Linked DNA regions of Mus musculus: region 1 is linked to region 2. A link is a contact called in public HiChIP or PLAC-seq data. All regions are on one chromosome and are shown on one strand. Each heading gives the region's core, a stretch centred on a gene start, on an enhancer-like site or on the middle of the called end of the contact. The rest is flanking DNA. Distances are from core to core; before and after follow the strand shown. Region 1 overlaps Gm41362 (a long non-coding RNA gene). Region 2 overlaps Gm10863 (predicted gene 10863).

Region 1 (6,275 bases), core at 3,256-5,755, 880 kb before region 2:
GGACAGAAGTGTGTGTGTGTGTGTGTGTGTGTGTGTGTGTGTGAAAGACTGGCAGGGAGCACGTGGGAACAGAGGAAGAGAAAAAGAAAGAGTGACTTGGGGTGGTGAGCAGTGCTTTTGGTTTTTTGTTTTGTTTGTTGACAGGGTTTCTCTGGGTAGCCCTGGCTGTCCTAGAACTCACTCTGTAGACCAGGCTGGTGTTGAACTCAGAAATCTGCCTGTCTCTGCCTCCCAAGCGCTGGGAGTAAAGGCGTGTGCCATCACTGCCTGGGAGCAATGCCTTTATATGCGGCTCGTACCTAGAGACAGGTAATGATGGCAGGAAGTGATGTAAGCTGGTGATGAGGTAAGCTGTTGCTAAGTCCCTGGGAAGAGCCTAGCGGAACTGCCTGTAAACCAGCACTGTACAGTACTGTGACCCCAGAACTTAGAAGGTGGAGGCAGAAGGTCAGGAGTTCAAGGTCATCTTCAGCTACATTAGGAGTCTGAGGAACTCCAGCCTACATGAGGCCACGTTCAACCAACCAACCAACCAACCAACCAACCAAAAACCCTACCACTGAGCTGGGCATAATCGCAGCCCTCAGGAGGCAAAGTCATCTCAAACAAAACAAAATAAAACAAACAAACAAAGCCACCCAACCCTCAAGCAAGCAAGCAAGCAAAAAATCAACTCCCCCCCCCAAAAAAAAGATCAAAAATTCAAACGAGGAGCTCATGCCTGTAATCCTAGCACTTGGTAGGCTGAGGCAAGAGGATCACTGGGAATTTAAGGCCAATCTGGGCTCCAGAGTGAGACCCTCTTAATACAAAGAAAGAAAAGAAATGTCAACGAGGGGACATGGGTCTGTGGAGAGTATTTGCTTCTTGTGTGTAAGGCCACCAGTGTGAGCCCCGGCAGAGCAAAAGAAAAAAGTCCCCGTGGGCTTTCACTCCATACACACAAGAAGTGCCTCTCTCTAGCCTGTGTAGTGGGCTGACAAGGGTTCTCCGGGTTCCTACCTGCTGGGTGCCTCAGAACGTGACCTTATTAGGAGGAGGGTTGCTCACTAATTAGAGGGAAGATCTCAAAATGAGGTCATCCTGGAATGGGAAGGGCAGAAATCCAGGTAGAGCCCTTCTGAGAGGAAGGAGTGGGCTACTTGAAAACCAACTGAACCCACTTGGAAAGAGGCAAAGAGTAGAGGCCCGCAGCAGCATCAGAAGCAGGAAGAGGCCAACTTTTTCCTGACATCCTTGGGTGCAGACTTGTTACCGGCGGATTTGGGACTTCCAGAGTGCAGGACGTACGGCAGTAGATGTCTGGTGTTCCAGCTTCAGTTTGTGGTTACAGAGGGAACCATGTACACACTCCATCACCAGCCCTTGCCAGCCAGCCGGCTGTCCCTCCGCTTGCCTACACAGCTGCTGAGGGTACACACAGGCTTGGTTTTTTTTTTTTTTTTTTTTTTTTTTTTTTGTTGTTGTATGGATGAGTATGCATGTGCACATGCGTACTTATTCTTGTGGATGTCAGAAGTTAACCTCCATTGTAATTCTTCAGACAGGAACTTGCAGTAATCCCTCTATGCCCGCTTCCCAAGAGCTAGGGTCACAGACATGTACCGCCACATCTGGCTTGACTGTGGTCTCTTCCCACATGGGGTGTGTGCATGGAAATAAGGAATACAGAATAGGGGCCATGGAACCTTGGGGTCTTCCTTGGGAGCTCTGACAAGGGCTGATAGGGTACTCTGCCCTGTCTGAGTCGCCACTTGCTCCATCCCCTTGGGGCTGCCTTCTAGCTGAGGTACCAGGCCAGTGGGGCCTCTGTAGCCACACACAATGGTCCCTCTGTGTGTGTGGCACAAAAGAAAATGTGAATGGAAAGGGTAAGGGTGAGGGCAGAGGAAATACGGCCGCCTGTACTAGAATAGAGTTTTGGCCTTGGTGGAGGTCTGGGGTCCAGCATTGGGTGTGAGGCTCTGAGGCTCTGGGCTAGACATTAGTTGACTGCCTTGGGGTCACCTCCATTCTCACTGTGGTGATTTCAAATAATCCTTCCCTCCCACCCCCAATTATTTAATCCAGATGCTGATAGATGAGGGTCACATGACCTTCTCTGGCTTCTGGGCTCTCTCTGTAGGTAGGTACATAATGAATGTGGCACAGTGATAGTGGAGGGGTTTCTGGGAAACTGCAACTTTGGAGGGCTGAGAGGTGGCACTGATCTTTCAGAGAACCTGAAATCAGCTTCCAGCACTCACATCAGAATGGCTTACAAGCACCTGTAACTCTAGCTTTAGGAGATCTGACACCTTCTTCTGGCCTCTGGGGGGGTACCCAAACTCATGTTCACAACACACACACACACACACACACACACACACACACACACACACATACACACACACACACACACAAATAAATCTTTAAAACAAACAAACAAACAAACAAACGATACTTTCTACTTCCCAGCTCTTGGGAAGCTGGTCTCCGTGCTCTGATGCCCAACAGCTCCCAGATGAGACCCACCTGGGAAGCAGTAGAGGACCAGCTGTGAGTCCTGCAGGGCTAATGGGTTGTCCAGCCTGTCCAGGGCCCTGGCTGATGGGAGGAGAAGGCTCGGCTGAGCCTAGCTCAAAATGCAGATTGAAGCTAGATGAATGCTTGCTTTAAAACAAAAATGAAACAAAACAAAACAAACCCCCCTGTGTGCACATGTGTGCGCACGCACATGCGCGCGTGCGTGCGTGTGTATGTGTGTGTGTGTACGTGTACACAAGCATGTATATACACTTACAAGGGGCTCGTGCAAAGGTCAGAGAACAACCCCGGGTGCCATTCCTTATTTTCTACCTTGTTAGACACAGGTCTCTTTGTTGTCATAGCTACATACATTAGTCTAGCTGGCCTAATCTCTTCTGTCTCTCCCTCTTCTCTCTGCACAGGAGCATTGGAATTACAGCCATGCGCTGCCACGGTAGGCTTTTTGTGAGTCTTTGGAATCCACGCTCAGGGGCTTATACTTGTATGACAAACATTCTAATCACTGAGCCATCTCCCCGGCTTCTGCTCTCGTTTCCAGCGTAACATTTCAGGCCTGTATGCTTCATACATAGCAACAGATAATTGTAATTCTTCCAGCCGGGCGTGGTGGCACATGCCTCTAATCCCAGCACTCAGGAGGCAGCGTCAGGGGGGTCTCTGAGAGTCTGAGGACAGCCTGGTCTCCTAGTGAGTTCTATTTATGTAGTCAGGGCTACACATAGAGAGACTGTCTCGAAAACAACAATTGGCAATTTTTCCATGGTCATTAACATCACCTTTGATGCCCGGGAGCTGGTGAAGAATGTGGGCTTCGTGGAACACTTATCAGTGGGCACTGAGCCCCTTTCCTAACCCCAGCTTCTGGGTCTGAAGGTGACAGCTGTAAGAAAGCTCAGCTCGTGAGTGTGGCAGAGGGGGGAGATGGAGTGATTGACAAGGGACCTGGTGACATGGGAGTGCTCCATTGATGGCTGTTGTTTATTATTACCATAGGCTTTTGCTTTTTATTTTTATATTGTTATTATTGTCAGCTGGATTTTGTTTATGTTTTGTTTTGTTTTAGATCCCTCAACTGCTGGAATTACATGCACCACCGTACCCATATTTATGTGGTTTCTGAGTGCTGAACCCAGGGCATGCTGGGAAGGTAGCTGACCACATCTCCATCACCGGCATTTTCATAAGCAGTAGATCATCTCTTTCTCCAGGCAAGTCTTTGCTGCTCACCTCTTCAAGGACCTCTTCTTCCAAGAAGCCTTCCTTGGCTACCCCAAGCTACATGGCACCTCTGGCCTCCTGCAACAAGGGTCGTTCCACATGTCCATTGCTTGTCTACAGCCATCACATTGACACTATGTGAGGGTACCCTTTGTGAAGCCAGCAAAAGGCTAAAGTCTCAAAGCTGCGACAGAGAACATGGGCACACAGTGGGGGCTCTGAAAATGTGATTTTCTGTTTTTTTAAATATAGCTGTGACCGCAGCCTGGGCCACCTCCCTCAGACTGTGCAGGCCACTTCCCTCAGACTATGCAGGTTTCTTTGTATACCAGTATGCCTGCTTGAGTTGTGTCAATACAAGCATTTGCACACATGGATGTGGTTTTGGCATCTGCAAGAAGGGATATAGGTATGATTACACACCACCATTTACTGCCACGTCTATGCAGAGGCTCATGGGCATGGGTGTGTCCCTATAACGTGCCCTGACACTGGGGCATGCCTCCGTGTGCCCAGAGCAAGGCTGTGGCAGGGAAAGTGTAGCAGCTGCTAGATCCAGGTTCTGCCATTTCTCATTTGGGAACTAAAAATAACCCAGCGCCCAGCCCTATCCCAGGAGTCAGGAACCAGCCCGCAAGCCTCACAGGACACCCCAGGCTGGCTGTTGCTTTTGTCCCTTCTTAGGCTACCATACTCCCTAGCCTTCCCTGCCTTGGGCTCCCATGACCTCATTGCAGGCCTTGCTCAACCAGGGCCACAGGAGGAGGAAGGGCCAAGGCCACGCCCATGTCCAGGCAGCTGGATACAAGCAAGGCCTGATAAGGTCAAGCAGGGATTGGGGTACACCCCCGCCTCCAACCAGGGCCAGGCAGGCAGACATGAGTCAGCACAGGGGGCCATCAGCAGCCCAGGCCTGGCCACAAGCAGGTGACAGAGGGCTCAGAGGAGAGTTCTTTCCCAGGAGGCCAGAGATGGGTGTGGAGGACTCACCTGGTCTCTGGCCTCACTTTCCCACTCCTCAGCCTCACTTCCACCCCAGAAGCCCCTTGGAGAGTCCCTCCTCCCCTGCTGGCTTCCTGTCAGCTCTGGCCATACCCTTGTCCTTGAAAAAGTTGTCGGCCTCTTGCAAAAGAGCTTCTGACTTAGCTTAGGAAGTGCCCGTCCCTGAGTGCCATCCCTGCCCTCCCTAGGCAGGTGGTCAGCATTGCCTTCTGGTCCGGAAACATCTCAGAGTCCCCCCTTCTCTGGGAAGTCAAGTCCTTTTCACACACATCCAGACCTGAGCTTTGTAAGGCCCTGAAGCGTCTTTTGAAATTCTACCCACACGATGGACCCTCACAGGGTCCAGTCACAGGCCAGGAGGGGTCATTGTTGTCTTCCTTTACAAGGAACAAAGCCACAGCCCTGTAGGACACATGCTGGCTGGAGACTCGCCAGGCTTCATCTGAGACCAAGCACGCTCCAACATCCACTGTGGCTGTTCTGATCTTTCCTGCTACTGTCTTCAGTATTGACAACCCAGGTCAAGGGCCCTGAACCTGGAAAGATGTACAGCTAGGGCTGGGTCAGCCTGAGCTGCGTAGTGAGACTCTGTCTCAAAACAACAACAACAACAACAACAACAACAACAACCCATGTACTGCTCTTGCAGAGAACCTGAATTCAGTTTCCAGGACATAAGTGAACTGCTCAATTGCTCACAACTTGAGCTCCAGGGGATCTGACGCCCCCTTCTGGCCTCTGAGGGTACCTGCACTTATGTGCACATACCCACTTCTGACCCCATATATACATATAATTAAAAATTTGTTTTTGTTTTTGTTTTGTTTTTGTTTTTGTTTTTGTTTTTTTTGGTTTGCTTTGTTTTGAGGCAGGATCTCACCATGTATCCCTGGTATGTAGACCAGACTGGCCCTAAGATTACAGAGAGCTGTCTGTCTCTGCTTCCCAGATGCTGGAATTTAAAGTTGAAAGTGTTTGGAGATAAGAGGTGACGAAGGCAGATATCACCTAAGCCTCCCAGGAGGCAGAGAGCAGTCATCCAGAGAGCCGTGACAAATCCAGAGGGAGGAGTCCTAGCTTGTCTCTGTCGCTGTGATCAGCACCCTGAATGAAAGCGACTTGGGGAGGAAAGTATTTATTTGGCTTAGCCGTGTGGATCGCACAGTCTGTCACAGAGGGAAGTCAGGGCAGGAACCCAAGCAGGAACAGAGGCAGGAGCTGTGGAAGGAGGCTCGGGCCTGTTCCAAGGCTCATTTTTTATAGTCGTCCAGGAGTGGCACTGACCACAGTGGGCTGGGCCATAGGCTTAGGTTTGTATCAAGTTGGCAAAAACTAACCCTCACAATGTGACTGTTGGGAACCAATCAAAGGAGGAGCAGGCAGAAAGCAAAGGAGTTATGGGTGTCCCTTGAGAATCTTCCCAGTGAAGATGTATTCTTCTGTTTCTTCTACGAGCAAATCCAAACTGCTGCAGTTATCTCTGTGCCTCTTTACTGTGTGACTTTAAGCGAATATCTTAACCTTGC
Region 2 (6,851 bases), core at 4,153-6,652:
CACATAGCTACACAAGCCCAGGGCTGAAGGTCTGGAGAAGTTCACACCCCACTGTTACAGTCTCTGGGTGTGATTTTTTTCTCCTGTTTTATTTATTTGTAGAAAATGTCACGTGCTGCTGACACAGTTTTTAAGTGCAAGGCACAGGATTCTGGCTAGCTGAAAGTTCAGATGATATAAATTCTAACTGAGTGGGACCTGCCACCCACCCCTCTCTCATTGGTAATTATGAAGGTTCAGTAGGGAAACATGCTTGCTATGGACATAGAAGGCAAGGTCCGCACTGAGGAAAGGCAAGTGTTATCACCACGGCTACCAAAGTCCAGCTAGGGCCACATCTCAAATGTCACCTCCTGCTCTTGCCTACCCTGGCCTCATCGTTGTCAGCAGGATTAGCACCCCGGTCTCCTAACAGCTTTTTGCCCCTCAAGATCTGCGAGCACCTCTCCCTACTCCTCCAATTAAGAAACTCCCATGATGCTCTAAGAGTAAAGTTCAGAAAAGGTTGAGGCTGAAGGATGTAGCTCAGTATAGAACCCCTGTAGCAAGTGAGGGACTCAGGGTTTCATCCCCAGCATCACACACACACACTCATGTACACACATGTACTTGTATATACATGTACTTGTGCGTACACACATGCTTGTACACATAGACACATACACACACGCACACACAGTGACCATGTCATTTTCCTACTCTTCAGTGTCTCTATGATTCCTGATTGCCCATAGAATAAAACCCAAGCCTGCTACCCAAGACTGTCGCCCTATATACAGACGTCTACCTACATTCTCCATGTGTTTTCCTTCCCTTTATCTATCACTGGACTGTGTTTCCTTCTGTTCAATCCCTTCTCCTCCATTATGTTTTGACACAAGTGTCACCTCCTCGGGAAGTCCTCCTTGGCTTACCCTGGACATAGCTATGCTTGCTGAACACCCACAGACTCTGGCAAACAGGAGTCCCTCACTCACCTCGTGCTGTGTCATACAGCTCTGAATTTTCTCATCTCCCAAGATAAACAGAATTATCTGTTTATAGTTAAGTTTATTTTTTTAATTAAAAACATTTTTTTAATTAGCCAGGCATGATGGCACATGCCTTTTAATGCCAGCACCTGGGAGGTAGAAGCTTTCAGAGCTATGTGAGCTCAAGGCCAGCCTGGTCTACACAGCACATTCTTGGAAGTCTAAATAGTGAGACTCTGTCTCAAAAGGGTTGTTTTTAAAGAGAGTTTCAAAAAATTACATGTATGGGAGGGTATGGATACATGAAACAGGTGCCCTCGGAGGCTACATGTGTCATAGTCCCCTGAAGCTGGAGTTCCAGGCAATTCCAAGCTGCCTGACAGGGGTGCTGGGAATCAAACTTGGGTTCTCTGCAGGGCTGGATGTGCTCTTAAACACCCGGCCATCTTTCCAGCCCTGTTCATAGTTTTAAAAGATGTCCATGGAGCGGACACAGTAGCTTTTTCCTATAACCCCCTGCGCTCAGGAGGCTTGGAACCCCGGGCTGCCTGCCCTCAGCCCTGTGCTGTCTACTTAGCATCCATCCCTACACAGGGCTTGTGGGGGAGCTGAGAACAGTCCCGACCCACCTGCTGTCCACCTGAGGCTCCCTGTGAGGATCTCTCTCTAGACCATGGAGCCAAGCCCTCAACTCAGCCTTCTTTACTGCTCCATCTTTGTGAACCTCATCACCCAAGAGGATTGGACCAGAGTTGAGCTACATAGTGACTTCCAGGTCAGCCTGACTAATGCAGATTCTGACTTTAAAAAAATCAAAACAAGAAGGTGGGCATGGAATCACAGTGTTGGGGGATGGGGGTCAGGAGGATCAAACATTCAAGCTCAGCCTGGGCTACAGGAGAACCTGCTGCAAACAAAAACAAAAATAGCTTTGTAGGTTTTCAGTAGGAAAAAAGATGTCGAGACAGGGTTTCTTTGCGTAGCCTTTGCTGTCTTGGAACTAGCTCGGTAGACCTGGCTTGCTTCAAACGCAGAGATCCACCTGCCTTGTCCTCCTGTATGCTGGGACTAAAGGCGTGCACTACCACTGCCTGGCTTCAATAGAAATTTTCATTAATTTCTATTTTTCTATCTTTGTGTATTTTATGTGTACATATGTGTTCCTGGGTGGGGCACAGTCAGGGTCATTATTTGGTATCTTTATCATCACTCTCACCTTAGACTTTGAGACAGGATCTCTCATTGAACCTGAAGCTCACTGGCAGGCCAGCAAGTCCTGGGGATCCCCCTGCCTCTGCCTCTGAAGCACTGGTATAATAGGTGCCTGCTTCTATGCTCAGTTTTGTATTGAGTTCAGGGGATCTAAACTCATGTATGTCCTCATGGTTGTATGATAAACACCTTTTTCACAGAACCATCTCCCCAGCCCCTTCTTTGTGTATCCATCCTGTGGCTGACATTTTTTTTTCTTCCAGTCTCAAAAAATTTTATAGCCCAGTAGGAAATTCACAAGCCCTGGGCTGTGAGGCTCCTGTGTCAAGAATTATGAGTATCAAGAATTAGAAGATGCCCAACACAAGCTGGGAGCGGTGGCACACACCTTTAGTCCCAGCACTCAGGAGGCAGAGGCAGGCAGATCTCTGAGTTCAATGCCAGCCTGGTCTACAGAGTTCCAGGGCAGTCAGGGCTACACAGAGAAACCCTATCTCAAATAAACGAAGAAAAGGATGCTTAAGACTACTTCTGCCTCTGTGCTACGCTGACCTCTGCTGTGTAGTCTTTAACCATCCATCTCTTCCTTGGATCTGCGTACCTTAGAGCAAAGCAGAGCCAGGCTCTTGGGTCAGTTGAATTTTAAGTTCATGATTTCTCAAGCTACCAATCTGACTGCAGCCCCTGTGTGTTTCTCAGTCAAGAGGATAACTAGAGAGCACTTCCTTCTGAGGCTCTCTGAGCATGGCACGGAGCACAGTGGCCAGAACATCATATGCCCACAAGTCACCCCTTTAGAGCCTTATAGATAAATTCCATCACCCCTACTTTATAGATAAGAAGAAAGAGACTACAGAGTGAATCTGAAGATTACATGGAACTGTGTGATCCCAGTTTTTCTCATCTTTCTCCACAACCCTACCCGGGCATCCTTCGCTCCTTCCCTGTTCTTGGTTCCCACTGAGACCCAGACTTCACTGATTCTTAGACTCCATCTTGCCAGCATCTGGGCTAGCTCAAAAGTGTCAACCAATCCCATATTCTCAAAGTTCCCGTTGGGAAAACAACATCAGCCAAAGCCAAAAACTTCAGAGCCACTCAAGAGGGATGGTGGGACCTGGTAGGCCTCCCTTCCATTGTTCTGTGGCCTGTGTTCCCTGAGGATCAAACACCCACCACAGCTCCAAGCTGAGCAGGAGGCATCGAGTATACACACTCTCCAGCCCTGTACCCTCTGCATCTCTCGTTAGTGCCTTGCCTCTATACAGAGTTTGGGAGTGGAGGAGCTTAGAAGAGGCTAGGTCCATTGCTGACCACCTTTGAGGCTGCCACTGGGAGATTCCTCTAAAGGCCACTGGGTCAGTTATTTAACGAAGAACTCCAAAATGGCCCTTCTATACTCTTCCATCTTTGTGAACCACGTCACAGAATTGGTGAAAAGAAGATCAATTTGTCACTGACCATCTTTGCCAATCCTCTTCCCACCCTGGCTAGGAATAAGGAACCACCCAGGTCCATTCGACTCCTGGCAGCAGCTGGGAGCGTGGCTGCAGGCGTCCAGCCTCCCAGCTCTGGACGGCTGATATTTATCGTCAGGTTGGCAGTAGCTAGAATTATGAGGAGAGAAGTCTCTGGGCATGGCTCTGAGGAGTGATCTAGATTAGACCTAGGTGGGAAGACACAGCCCTGAACGTGGGCGGTGCTGTTTCATGGGCTGGACTGAAGAGAAGGAAGGAAAGCGAAGGCCTGGGGCAGAGGGGGGGTGCGGGGGGGGGGTGACTCAGCTTGATGCTCTTGCAGAGGACCCAAACTCAATTCCTAGCACCCGCATCAGGCATCACACAACCACCTGTGACTGCGCCAGCATACACCCTCCTTTGGCCGCTGTGGGCATCTTTGTGCATATGTGTGCGCACACACACATACATACATAATTAAAATGAGAGAGACAGAGAGACCAGCATTCATTGTCTACCTGACTGTGGATGAAATATAGCCCACTGAGTCACGCTTCCTGTGGCCACGGATCCCCTCCATTATGGGTGGCACCCCCCAAAAAAAATATCAGCCGGAACAAGCCCTTTCTCCTTACATTGCTTTTATCGAGTATTTTGTTAGAATTCCTAGGCAGGTAACTAATACACAGCCCGATGCAGAAAGACCACTATACTCTGCTTATCTCCTGGTGCTGCAGGAAGTACTACCTTCTCCAGACTCTGGCTCCCGACTTGCACACTTAGAGGGTGAAGCCAGGCTTCCCCATGCATCAGTCCCCATGGTGATTAAGGCCGACTCAGGAGGAAACCAAGGTCTGAAGCACTCCAGAGCTGCCATTGTGCCACACAGGGTCTGTTCCCTGGCTCTCTACCACACTACAGGCCATCAGAGAGGCAGGAACAGGGTGGTTTATCAGACACAGAAGGGCACTGAGCTCAGGACGCCCAGAACCTCACTCCAGCAAAACTGCAGCTGAGGGACTGATGGGACTCTTGGGGCTGGGGCTGCTGGGTGCAGTTGCAAGCAGCCAAATGATGTGCAGAGCAAGGCTTCTAGCTAGAGGGCACCAGGTACAGCCCAGACTTCCAAGAACTGTAATGGGCCTAAGCTAGCGCTCAGGGATAAAGAATTTACCTCAAAGGCAAAAGGCCTTGGGTTTGACCCCTAGCACCAAATAAGCAGCTAAATATATCATTTCAATCTGAATAACATGGGCTTGCTGGCACACATCAGCCCAGTCAGGCTCAGTGGCACATGCCTTTAATCCCAGCACTACGGAAGCAGAGACAGCTGGACCTGGGGAACTATGAGTTCGAGACCAACCTGGTCTATATATAGAGAGAGAGACCCTGTCATCCTGTCCTTCCCCACCTCCCTGTCCCCACTCCCACCCCAAAAAAAGAAAAAGAAAGAGAAAGATAAAAACAAAACAAACAAACACACATAGTGGCTCTATCCAAGGGTTACATGTCTGTTAAGTTTCATTTCTTTTCTTTTCTTTTTTTGGTTTTCAAGACAGGGTTTCTCTGTGTAAGCCTGGCAGTCCTGGAACTCACTCTCTCACTCTGTAGTCCAGGCTGCCTACCTCTCTGCCTCTGCCTCCCAAGTGCTGGGATTAAAGGCATGCGCCACCCCTGCCCAGCTGTCTGTTACGGTTCATTTCCCCGAAAATGAAGCCGCCAGCTGAGGGTGATACAGCCAGGCTGAGTCACAAAACCAGAGATGAGGTGTCTGACTCAGACGGCCAGGTGTCTTGCACCAAGTGTATGCACAGTCTATGCGTACTGTGTTTGGTGAGACTCCACATGGGGGTGGGGGGTGGGGTGTTTCAAAACACTAATCTGGAGACAGACAACCTGGGTCAACACCAAGCTCAGCTCTAACCCAGGACAAGCTAGTGCCCTTCCAGGCCTCCGTATATGTGCCCACAAAACCTGAAGTGTGGCCTGGAGCGCCTCCAAGGCCTGCCCTGGGCTGTGACATTTCAGATGACTCTGGGGGCCGCTGGTCCTCTGCCACAAGCCAGGCTGTGGGTGACATTGGAAGGCTTGTCTCAGCAGCAGATGAGCTTTGTCCCCTGTGTGAGCTGAGCTCCCTGATGCTCCCCTCGAATGCAGGCAACTAAAGGATCCTGAAGTCACCTAGTGGGATATGCCTGAGCTGACCATGGAGCTAGGTCAGAGGAATTCCTGGGACCAAGACCAAGGGCACAGCCCAGGAGCACAGGCCAGCCTTGCACAGCAGCCTGGGGGTTCAGGTGAACCTAGGACCCCCTAAGCAAAAATAGGGACAGGTGGAGGATCCCAGAAAGTGGGAGCAGCAGCCAATCCTATGGAGAGTCCAGCCATCTAGGAATGATAAAAAAACAAACCCCAAACCCTTGGTGAGGGATGGCCAGACCAGGTCTCCCTGCTGTGTGGGGACATAGATGCATCCTTGGAGACAAGATCTGTCTTAAGGCGTGATAGCCACATGCCATGGGTACTGTGACCAGCAGGCCCTCATGCGCTTCTCTTGATATCTGTGCCTCAAGCCTCCATTTCTCTCTCTCTCTCTCTCTCTCTCTCTCTCTCTTTCTCTCTCTCTCTCTCCCTCACATTCCTCTGGGAGCTGATCGGGGCTTGAATGACACCCCAGTCGACTCCTTGCTATTAATTCCCACACAGAGAATAGGGCCCTTGTTCCCTGCCGGAGGAATGGTCAGAGCCATCCCAAGAGTTCCTGACTTAACCCTTCTCCTGACTGCGACTCTGCTGTCTCTCAAAGACCAAAGACCAGCAGGGACCAGAGTAGACCGGGGAACAGGGAGGACAGGAGGGACTGCCAGCCCAGCCCATGGCTCCTGCAATCAAGTCCCAGGGTGAGAAAGGAGACCCAGCCCAGCATCTGAGAGCTGGACCCCCTGCTCTATACCCAAAATTCCCACAGTGAAGTCCAGAGAGGGAAGAACACGGCCCCCTCCCCTTTGCAAGTGAACCACCCAGCACGGTTCCCAGGGACAAGGCTTCTCCTTCGTCCTACCCCACTCTCTGGCCCTTCACCTCTCTGTGACTCTCCCAGATCTGTAGGCCTGGCTGTAGGACCCCTGAGCAAGTTGGCCTGCGCTCACTCAGGTACTGCCCTACCGACCTTTGCTTGTTAACAAACAGACCTGAACCTTCCAGTCTCAGA

The links. HiChIP or PLAC-seq counts read pairs in DNA pulled down with a chosen protein or histone mark.
Region 1: a FOXA1 HiChIP or PLAC-seq map of pancreatic cancer cells shows a contact between it and region 2. The contact joins two enhancer-like sites. A contact is called at or near these places in 3 of 39 promoter capture datasets (liver, neutrophils and pre-B cells) and 1 of 115 datasets of contacts at active chromatin or transcription factors (pancreatic cancer cells).

Annotation. Positions count from the first base shown.
Region 1 is chr15:80,052,466-80,058,740 of GRCm38.p6, reverse strand. Gm41362 (a long non-coding RNA gene) reads left to right here. Exons shown (of 3, transcript XR_875493.1): 2 at 2,931-2,962; 3 at 3,593-5,523. Among named protein-coding and RNA genes, the nearest start is that of Gm41362, 4.2 kb to the left of the region's middle. Within about 2 kb of position 4,505, at least 83 of the 459 cell types and tissues checked have an H3K27ac peak or open chromatin away from gene starts, as enhancers often do. A contact at or near this core is called in pancreatic cancer cells, where this site is marked.
Region 2 is chr15:79,175,627-79,182,477 of GRCm38.p6, reverse strand. All of the region lies in intron 2 of Gm10863 (predicted gene 10863), which reads right to left. Among named protein-coding and RNA genes, the nearest start is that of Gm10863, 13 kb to the right of the region's middle. Within about 2 kb of position 5,402, at least 37 of the 459 cell types and tissues checked have an H3K27ac peak or open chromatin away from gene starts, as enhancers often do. A contact at or near this core is called in pancreatic cancer cells, where this site is marked.